Linked DNA regions of Mus musculus: all the other regions are linked to region 1. Evidence: chromatin contacts called from public HiChIP or PLAC-seq data. All regions are on one chromosome and are shown on one strand. Each heading gives the region's core, a stretch centred on a gene start, on an enhancer-like site or on the middle of the called end of the contact. The rest is flanking DNA. Distances are from core to core; before and after follow the strand shown. Region 1 holds the start of Plk3 (polo like kinase 3). Region 2 overlaps Eif2b3 (eukaryotic translation initiation factor 2B, subunit 3). Region 3 overlaps Eif2b3 (eukaryotic translation initiation factor 2B, subunit 3).

Region 1 (3,131 bases), core at 180-2,679:
ACCCATCTGTGCCATACACTCATAAGATTGCTGTCCTTCTTCACCTAACCCAGTGACCTAGGTTGCCACCTCTACTGTCACACATACAGAAAACCCATCATTACCCCTTCCCTGGTTATCCCAAGTACATATCTGGTCACCTTGTACATCATCTGTGTCACAAACAGGCTGTGGCCACCATCCCCTCACTCACTTTTTCCTCTGCTCTGGGGGCTCTAATCGAGCTGCCAGCCCAAAATCCCCCACCTTCAGTTCCATGTTATCCGTGATGAAAAAATTTCCTAGACAGTAGCAGAGAGACGCGTCAGATTCTTAACGCCTTTCATCCCTCCGCAGGTCTCCACCCTTCAGACCAGACGCAGGAATCTCACCCAGCTTGAGATCTCTGTGTAAGATACCCCTCTGGTGCAAGTACTTGAGGCCAGAAAGGATCTGGCGCAGGTAGTAGCGAACCTCTGGTTCCAACAGGGTGTGTCGGGCCTTCCAGATGTGGGCCAGGGACTGCAGAAAGTCACTGTTTCAGACCCCGCTTGCCTTCCCAGACCCTCCCTCCATCTGTGTTTGCTAAAGATGACAAGAACAGCTTTGGATCTTAAGAACCCGCTTCCTCCCCTACCCCTGTTCCCAATGAACCCACCCCGCCCCCATTCCGGACCTTTCGGCTACAGAGCTCCAGGAAAATGTATATGTTGTCAGCATCCTCGAAATGATGTGAAAAGCGAACGATATGGCGGTGCTGTAGGTCTCGGTGCAACTCTATCTCATTTAGGATCTGCGACAGGGGAGTGAAATCCTCATCTTTCCAGGGTTCCCACGCCACCATCCCCTCCCCATCCCTTGGACCGCAGGGCCTGGACCCACCTTCTCGCGCTGATGCGGCTTGGCGACGCGACTCTGTGGGATGACTTTGACCGCGTAGGCTATACCAGACTCGGTGTCAGTGGCTTCATAGCAGCGTGCGAAGCCCCCCTAGAAAGAAGAAGCTGCATCATCGATCTGGGCGCTCCGGAGTGGCCGGATCCGGCCCGTAGAGCTCCTCTCCACCTCCGGAGTGGCCCGGTCGGGTCCGCAGAGCTCCCCTCCACCTCCGTCAACGCTACCCCGGAGCCCCGACCCACCTTGCCCAACAAGCGACCCTTGGTGTAGGTACGGCCGCTGAGAGGGTCGGTGATGAGGCGACCAGGAGGATCCGGCGCCCGTGGCCCGGCCAGCACCTCAGGTTCCGATCGCGGGGAGGCATTGGCAGGCGGCCCCGGGCCGGCGGGGGGCGCGGACGGGGCAGCCGCGCGCGGGAAGGGGCGCGGAGACAAGAAGCCGGCGGCGGGCTCCATGCGGACGGCGCGGCGCAGCGCCTGCCGAGCTGGTTCTCGGTTCCGCCCGGCCCCGGCCGCGCGTGGCGCTGCCTGGTTTCTCTACGCTGCGATCGCGCCAGGGCAAGGGGGAGTCCGACGTTTTTATCAATGAACCCCTGCCCCCTCCCCGGTGTTTCGTCATCTCGAGCTCCGCCCCTTTCCTGGCTGCCAGGCTTGGAGAGGCCACGCCCATTGCTCCGCCTTACGTCACCTGAAAGATCTTCCCTTGCCTGGGCGTTCTTAAAGGCCACTCCTCCTGCTCTGGCCTTAAAGGAGCCCCGGTTGAGCTAGTCGCCTGGCAGGTGTAACCCTGCTCCGTTTCTCTAGGCTACCCAGTGCAAGTGACTCTTTTTTTCCCCTTCATCCTTAGAATGTGTGCTGAAGTCGGAGTGGAGGCCAGTTATCCGGAGGCCTCTTTCGAGCAACAGTAAGGGTTAGCATTCAAACTGGGGAGGAAAGACAGGGGTGTTGCAAACTGCTCAGTGCACATCACCAACACAGGTGGTTTCCTGCAAGCATCTCTTGCTCTGGTACAGAGCATGCTGCCCTCTTCGGGGACTGTGGAATAGCACGCTGCAGAGCCCGATTTACCTGGTCTGGGACTGTGCAATGGGTTTGTGGAACAGAGCCTGGTATTCAAGGTTTTATGTTTGCGTTTTGTTTTTCCAAGACAGGGTGTCTCTGTGTGGCCCTGGCTGTCCCAGAACCCACTATGTAGACCAGGCTGGCTTTGAAATCAAAGATCCACCTGCCCCTGCCTCCCAGTATTCACTGTTTTTCACCATGTTCCAGGCTACATCTTCTGCTACCCAATTCTACCTTATTATTCTTCTGAGGGAAAGGAGAGCTGAGGCAGAGTAGCTGTCATGTGATCCAGGCTGGCTTTGAACTCGAGGTCCTTCTGTCTTCACCTTTGACATGATGGGACTCCAGACCTGTACCTCTGCCCCAGACCCTGAGTTCCCCATCATATTCTCAAAAATACCTATTGCACCGAGTCAGCAGGCAAAAGGCCAGACAGTGAGGAATGAGAACTGGACACTCTTAGGTGCTAGAGACCTGCAACTGGGCAGTTAGCTTTGAAGTCCATTACAGATAAACTCAAGTAGGTGGCAGGAATCTATGATCTATGTGGAATCTTTTTCTGTGTGGGTTTTTTTTTTGGGGGGGGGGTGTTGTGGAGGGTTGTTTTGGTTTTTGTTTTGTTTTGTGACAGAGTTTCCAGGAAGCCAGGAATTCGACCTGTAAACCAGACTGGCCTTGACTTCCTACCTGTCTCTGCCCCTCCACCACTGCCCGGCTTCGATGTGAAATCTTTTTTTTTTTTTTTTTTTTTCCTTGAAATAGGTTTCTCTGTGTAGACTTGGCTGTCCTGGAATCATTCTGTAAACCAGGCTGGCCTCCAACTCAGAGATCTGCTGCCTGTCTCTGCCTCCAGAGTGCTGGGATTAAAGGAGTATGCCACCACCTGCCTAGTTTCCCCAGTGGAATCTTAATCCCTAAACTTTCTCCAGGGGTCACAGATCTCCTGCTGGCTGTGTAGCCTTCGTTTTCACTTGGAGCCATACATTCAGACCTCAGATTTACTGAAAACATCTGCAAAGTGGCAGGCGCTGCTACCAATAAGAATGGCCAAGGCTGCAGCCCTTACTTAGTTTCTGCAGTTTCTCTATTGTGGAAACAGACTTAAGTACATAAATAAAGTAATTACAGGCTGTGAAAAGTGCTAAGACGGAAGTAAACAAGGAGCACCCAGAAAAACCAACAAACACACACATA
Region 2 (3,131 bases), core at 210-2,709, 100 kb before region 1:
GCTAGACCCTGTCCTAGACAGGGGTTTGGTTTTGCTTTTGGTGTTTTGTTTTGGGTTTTGTTGTTTTTGTTGTTGTTGGTTTGGTTTGGTTTGATTTTGGTTTTGGTTTTTCTAGACACAAGGTTTCTCTGTGTAGCCCTGGCTCTCCTAGAACTTTTGTAGACCAGGCTGGTCTTGAACTCACAGAGATCCACCTGCCTCTGCCTCCCAAGTGCTAAGGTCAAAGGTGTGCACCAGCTTTGCTTTTGGTTTTGAGTTTTGGGACTTTTGAGACAGAGTCTTGCCATTAGCCCAGGTTAGCCTCTGACTCTCAACCTTAGCCTCCTGGGTGCAATACCATGCCTGGCACTATTCCTGAGTTTTGATATACTTTGATATACACTTATACCCATTTCTTCTACTTCCCAAAGTGCAAGTTTCATTTAAAATTTTGCAGTCTCCTATAGTATCCATGAAGAATCCTTGCCCTGCAAGTGTGCTGCTCTTGTTTCTTGAGATCTTTCTCTTCAATGAAGGGGAGTCTGGTCTTGCATCCCAACATTCTGTGTAGCTGAGGGTGACTTTGAATTCCTCATCCTTCTGCCCCTACTTCCAAAGTGATGGGGTCACAGGTGTATGTTAGCATACTCAGCTGGGACTTGAGTATTGTAGGAAGAATATTCCATGTCTAAGGGCATATGAATGAGCCGCCTGGCAAAATAGTCCAGTCTGTGCTCAGCACATTAAAACTGAGTGACTCCTTGGGCAGTGAGCCTGATCTGCTTTTGAACCTTTTGCCTTTTGGAGGTTATTGGTGCTGTTCTTGCCCTTTAGAAACCACATTTGGTTATTGCTTAGATAGTGTTCTGAGGGCAGACTAGTGAGGTCTATTTAAGGGGCTTAAGACCAGATCCATAATAGAACAGCCTGTGTTTTAAGCACTTACCTTATATTGCAGGTCTCATTACTTCTCTTAATTTAAAAGTGGCAGAATTGGTAATTGTCTATTTAATCTACACAGGAATTTTTCTGTAGCCACAGGCAAATCTCATTTACCCTCTGCCTCAGTTTTACAATTCAGAAAGCAGTGAGAAGGGCATTGACACACTAGTTGTTAGAAGTCTAGTTATTCCAATCCTTTGATGTAAAAGGCGACTATTGTTGTATGTTTTGTGAAACAGCAAACATGCTACAACAAAGAACAGATTATGATGAAATCCCCTGGAGACAGCTTATTAGAAAAATTGAATAAACATTCTATTTTTAGATGTGCAAAAGCTAAACGTAAGTTATTTTCAGTAGAGTGTTTGATGTTTTTATCGAATTATGAATCTCTGTCAGTCTTTCCTGGAACCTTTCATTTTGCCCAAGGTTTTGTTTTGTCAGATTTCTATCTGTTTGAAAACAGTAAGTATAGCGTGGTAAGGGGAGATCTGAGAACCTGGTCCTGACTTGTCTGAAGCTGACTTGTAGTGAGTGCTAACTTCGCTTCTGATGACTGCTTTGGTGGGCTGCAGGATAACCTGATGAGCACTTCTTTGATACTGCTCTTAGCATCGAGAATGTTCCAGGTGTTATGGCAGAAACAGACTGTGGTTTTCAAAGCCTTCTTCTTCCTGTTGTTTTTCCTTTTCTCCTCCTCGATTTGAGGATCCTCAGCAGAGCTTTTCCCTTGCTGTGGTCATTTCATAGACCACAAACTTGAAATGTTTCCATCCCCTTATCTCTCCACTGCTGCTGGGTAGGAATCCTGTCTGTGGAGTGGGGCTGCTACATCCCTGTGTTTCATTTGATGACCCAGAAAACTGTAAAGCTTTGTTTTCAGCTTGGTACTCTTGAATATTTCCCTTCCCTAGAGGGAGCCTTTTTGTGGAGCAAAGGGCTGTAGAGTAGTGGGGAATGATAAAAGCTAGGAATTTTGATAGAAAGCATATATTGTCATCATAAACTTCATTGGTGGCTAACAACCTTCCTTCTTGACTTACATCTGGAAGCTCTTGTTAAGATGACCTTTTCTACTTTGAATCATGAGATGAAATTACAGCCTAACTAGTAAAAGGTCTAGTACTGTTTGGGTAAAGTTAGTGAGCTTTTTGTCACCATGGCCTAGGTTGTTAGCTTCTCTGAAGGAGCCTCTACCTATTCAGACTCATCGCTTGAGTTTGTGCTCTCTCTCTCACACTCTCTCTCTCTCCCTCTCTCCCTCCCTCCCTCCCTCCTCTCTCTCTCTCTCTCTCTCTCTCTCTCTCTCTCTCTCTCTCTCTCTCTCTCTCTCTCTCTCTGTTTCTCTAGTACAAGAGATGAAAATTGTCCTATCGTGGGCTGGGGAGGTAGCTTAGCCAGTGATATGCCTGCTGGGCAAGCATGGGAGCCCTGGTTTGGATCCCAGCACCCATGTAAGAAGCCCGGCACAGCACAGCAACACAGCAACTACAACTGGAGGGGTGAATCCCTGGGACTCATTGTCCAGTTAACCTTTCTACATCAGTGAGTACCAGGTTCAGTAAGAGATAGTGTGTCAAAAATAAGGTGGAGACTGATTGGGGGAGACACCTGTCATTGACCCTGCACTGACACCTGCATACACCCACATGTGCATATACTGAACACATAGAGTGGAGAGGGCCTTATATTATCTCTGTTTATCAGACTTTGTTTTGTTGAGACAGAATCTCTCTATGTAGCCCTGGCTGGCTGTCCTGGAACTTGCTCTGTAGACCAGGCTGGCCCTGAACTCACAGAGATCTGCCTTTCTCTGCCTTGCTACAGTGTTTGTATATTTTTGTTGTTTTGGGTTTTCTTTGTTTTGTTTTGTTTTGTTTTCATTCAGGGTGTCTCTGTTCAGCCTTGGCTGTCCTGGAAGTTGCTCTATAGACCAGGCTGGCCTGGAACTCAAGAGATCCACCTGCCTCTCCTTCATGAGTGCTGGGATTAAAGGTGTACACCTCCACTGCCCAGCTAGGTATATTTTATATATAAACAAAATTAGTAGTATAGCTGCCGTAAAAAAACAAGCTGAACTAATAGTAGCATGTAAAGTGTAGCCATTGGCTCCAAACTGAAATCTGACCGGAATGGATCCCTAAAAATATATGATTACTCAGGCAGTTGCCAAGGAGTTGAGAGGCAGTCTTTAATGATCTAACTTGAGT
Region 3 (3,131 bases), core at 451-2,950, 77 kb before region 1:
TAGCGGGGGAAAAAATGGTTTAAAATTCAATTGTTTCATTTGTGGAAAGTCTTGAAATTCTTATCTAAATTAGGAGTACCCCTATTGATACATAACCAGTCCCAATTCCAAAATACTTCTCTCATTTTATGATTAGGATAGGTAACATATAAGGACATCTTTTTAAGCCAAAATTTGCCAATTGTGGTAGCACCTTTAAACCCAGCACCCAGCAGGCAGAGGCAGGTGGGTCTCTGTGAATTCAAGGCCAGCCTGGTGTACATAGAGCTTCAGAATAACCAGGGCTCCATAATGTAACCTTGTCTGAATAACAACAAAAAGAAGGAGAAGGAGAAAGAAAACGCTATATTTTTCCATATTTTTTTTCAATTCTGTAAGGAAACTTGGCTATGAGAACTCTCATGTCTTCAGACGTGACTACATGAACTGGGAAGTGCAAGGGTAGTCTTCCAACCTCTGCCTGTGTGGTTCATCATGTTGCCAGTTTGATAGTGTTGAGTCTTCAGTAGTACAATCAGCTTGTTCTTAGCTTTCTCTTTAAGATTCTGTTTTCTTGGATATACTGAATCTGTTACCACCCTTCCTCTGTGGTCCAGCTTCCAAAATGTGTAGTCCTGGACTTTGTCCTTGTAGATTTATATATTTTTAAATTAAAAATAAACAAATAGCTGGTTAGTGGAGGTATATGCCTGTAATTGAAGCACTCAGGGAACAAAGGCAAGAGGATCTCTGTGTTCAAGGCCATCCTGGTCTACAAAGTGAGCTCCAGGACAGCCAGAGCTACACAGAGAAACCCAGTCTCAAAAAAACAAAACAAAACAGAAAACCTTCACTAACATTTTCAGTACACAGTGATTAGTGACTGGTCAGTCCTCACTTCCTTCGCTCCTCTTCTGCTCCTTCTGTCTCTTCTCTGTGACTACCTTACACTAGTGTCCATCCTCCTCCTCCTCCTTTCCATCTCTTCCTTCTTCATTTAGTCTAGCTCCCCCTCATAGCCTTAGTTATTCTTGCATATCTACTCGTGCAGCCTTGAGTGTTCTTTTTTTTCCATATAATATATAAGGAATAGTTATTAATTTTTTTGTATTGTGTTGTGCACACTTGCCATAACATGCATGTGGAAGTCAGTCAGAGGACAACATTTGGGAGTGGATTCTCTCCTTTCACCATTTAAATTCTAGGGTTCAAATTTGGGTCATTGGGCTTGGTAACAAGCTTCCTTCCCCACCCCCAACCTCCTCACCCCATCCCCATCCCCAGCCTCCCCACCCTACCCCTGCCTCTGGTGCTGGGAGATAAACCCTGGGCCTTGTGCAAGCTCTCCACCCCTGAGCTGTATCCCTAGCCCAACCCTCAATTTTTAGTTACTTTGTACATCTGTTTTGTCAACTATTACATAGAGCTTTTGGGGGGTACTCTTTGTTCTGGCATAAATTGTCATCATTATAAATTCACAGTTCCATCTTGATTGAACTCTCAAACCCACATTACAGTCTAGCCTGTCTCTGCTGGACCAGCCTTCCTTCCATTCCTCCCAGCAACTGCTTTCAGCCTTCAGTCTGTACTAAGGGAAGCTACTGCTGCTGCTGCTCCTTCTCAGGAGAGATCCTACCAAGTGACAGATTTCCTGGATCTGCTCTGTCTATACACTCACCCTCACGCAGACTCTCCTGCAGCTCTGTTCCTGTAGCCTTGGAGGAAGAACTTGAGGGAACGCCTTTCTTTCTTCAGGCCTCTTAACTCCATTCTCCTGCCACCACTGTAACCTTGCTCCTCTGCTTTTCCCACAGTCTCTGGGCTTTTCAAACTTGTCCTGTATTGTCTTTCCTCCTTCCAGCTATGAGTACATTGTTTATAGAACAAAGCACAAATTCCTTAGGCTCCAGTCACCTATCCATTCTTCCTCCTACCACAACCCTACCCCACAGCTACAGAGAGCTCCTCTGACTTCCACATTGCTTTTTGTTGTTGTTCTAATGGTCATTTGTCCTTTTTGTATATATGAATGTATGTCTGTGTGTGCATGTACGTATGTATATATGGGTGCCCCTACAAGGTCAGAACAGGACACTGGATCCCCTGGGACTAGAATTATAGGCAGTGAGTTGTCTGATATGGTGTTAGAAACTAAATTTGGTTCCTCTGGAAGAATAGTACATGCTCTTTTTTGTTTGTTTTTTATTTTGTTTTGTTTTTTGAGACAGGGTTTCTCTGTGTAGCCCTGGCTGTCCTGGAACTCACTTTGTAGACCAGACTGGCCTCGAACTCAGAAATCCGCCTGCCTCTGCCTCCCGAGTGCTGGGATTAAAGGTGTGCGCCACCATGCCCAGCTAGTACATGCTCTTAAGTGATGAGCCATCTCTATAGCCCCCTTTTGTGTGTGTGTGTGTGTGTGTGTGTGTGTGTGTGTGTGTTTGTGTATACCCAAGTAAGGTGGCCCATGCTTGTAATCTCAATAGTTGAGAAGCTGAGGCACCAAGGTTGCTACAAGATCAAAGTGAACATGGGTGACATAGTGAGATAATATCTAAAAGTAAAAACTGCAGATAAACAAAATTAATATTAAATAGAGTAGTTACAACAATATACTGTAATAAAAGTTATGTAAGTAAAATCTTTCTCCCAAAATATCCTATTATGCTTGTTATGGTGGCTCATGCCTTTAATCCTAGTACTCGTTAGGGAGAGGCAGGTAAATCTCTATGAGTTCAAGGCCATCCTGGTCTATATAGTGAGTTCCAGTCAAGCCAGGGCAACATAGTGAGACCCTTGTCTCAAAACAGAAGAAAATAAACAAAATCCTATTATAACTTTACTTCTTAAAATAAGCAACAACTGTATATATAGTGTCTGTGTGTTTTGAGACAGGGTTTCTCTGTGTAGCCCTGGCTGTCTGGAACTTGCTCTGTAGACCAGGCTGGCCTCAAACTCAAAGATCCACCTGCCTCTGCCTCCCAATGCTGGCATAAAAGATGTGCCCTACCACTGCCCAGCTTAAAACAAAACAAACAAACAAAAAAATTAAGGGCAATGTTATACTATGTAACTTTGGCTGGCCTGGAACTTACTGCATAGAGCAGGCTGGCCTTGATCATACAGAGATCACTTGCCACTGCTGAGATTAAGGG

Evidence for each region. HiChIP or PLAC-seq counts read pairs in DNA pulled down with a chosen protein or histone mark.
Region 2: an H3K4me3 HiChIP or PLAC-seq map of the SCID.adh cell line shows a contact between it and region 1, with 14 read pairs. The contact joins the enhancer-like site here to the promoter of Plk3 in region 1. A contact is called at or near these places in 14 of 39 promoter capture datasets (3T3-L1-derived adipocytes, the C10 cell line, the HPC-7 cell line and 9 more), 3 of 15 datasets of contacts at CTCF or cohesin (CD8 T cells, the NIH/3T3 cell line and large pre-B cells), 33 of 484 Hi-C or Micro-C datasets (the AML12 cell line, B cells, the C3H10T1/2 cell line and 19 more), 39 of 115 datasets of contacts at active chromatin or transcription factors (the 230-238 cell line, CD8 T cells, the HPC-7 cell line and 29 more) and 4 of 9 other capture datasets (adipose tissue, embryonic stem cells, liver and 1 more).
Region 3: an H3K27ac HiChIP or PLAC-seq map of embryonic stem cells shows a contact between it and region 1, with 10 read pairs. The contact joins the enhancer-like site here to the promoter of Plk3 in region 1. A contact is called at or near these places in 1 of 39 promoter capture datasets (macrophages), 2 of 15 datasets of contacts at CTCF or cohesin (embryonic stem cells and large pre-B cells), 13 of 484 Hi-C or Micro-C datasets (ECoMG-derived neutrophils, bone marrow-derived macrophages, cerebellum and 6 more), 20 of 115 datasets of contacts at active chromatin or transcription factors (the 230-238 cell line, the HPC-7 cell line, the SCID.adh cell line and 11 more) and 4 of 9 other capture datasets (adipose tissue, embryonic stem cells, liver and 1 more).

The regions. Positions count from the first base shown.
Region 1 is chr4:117,132,534-117,135,664 of GRCm38.p6, forward strand. Plk3 (polo like kinase 3) reads right to left here and starts at 1,430. Exons shown (of 15, transcript NM_013807.3): 1 at 1,119-1,430; 2 at 862-969; 3 at 656-772; 4 at 372-501; 5 at 194-281. The coding sequence starts at 1,331.
Region 2 is chr4:117,032,827-117,035,957 of GRCm38.p6, forward strand. The region is part of intron 3 of Eif2b3 (eukaryotic translation initiation factor 2B, subunit 3); the gene reads left to right. Among named protein-coding and RNA genes, the nearest start is that of Eif2b3, 15 kb to the left of the region's middle. Within about 2 kb of position 1,460, at least 16 of the 459 cell types and tissues checked have an H3K27ac peak or open chromatin away from gene starts, as enhancers often do. A contact at or near this core is called in the SCID.adh cell line and regulatory T cells, where this site is marked.
Region 3 is chr4:117,055,016-117,058,146 of GRCm38.p6, forward strand. All of the region lies in intron 5 of Eif2b3 (eukaryotic translation initiation factor 2B, subunit 3), which reads left to right. Among named protein-coding and RNA genes, the nearest start is that of Eif2b3, 37 kb to the left of the region's middle. Within about 2 kb of position 1,701, at least 34 of the 459 cell types and tissues checked have an H3K27ac peak or open chromatin away from gene starts, as enhancers often do. A contact at or near this core is called in embryonic stem cells, trophoblast stem cells and uterus, where this site is marked.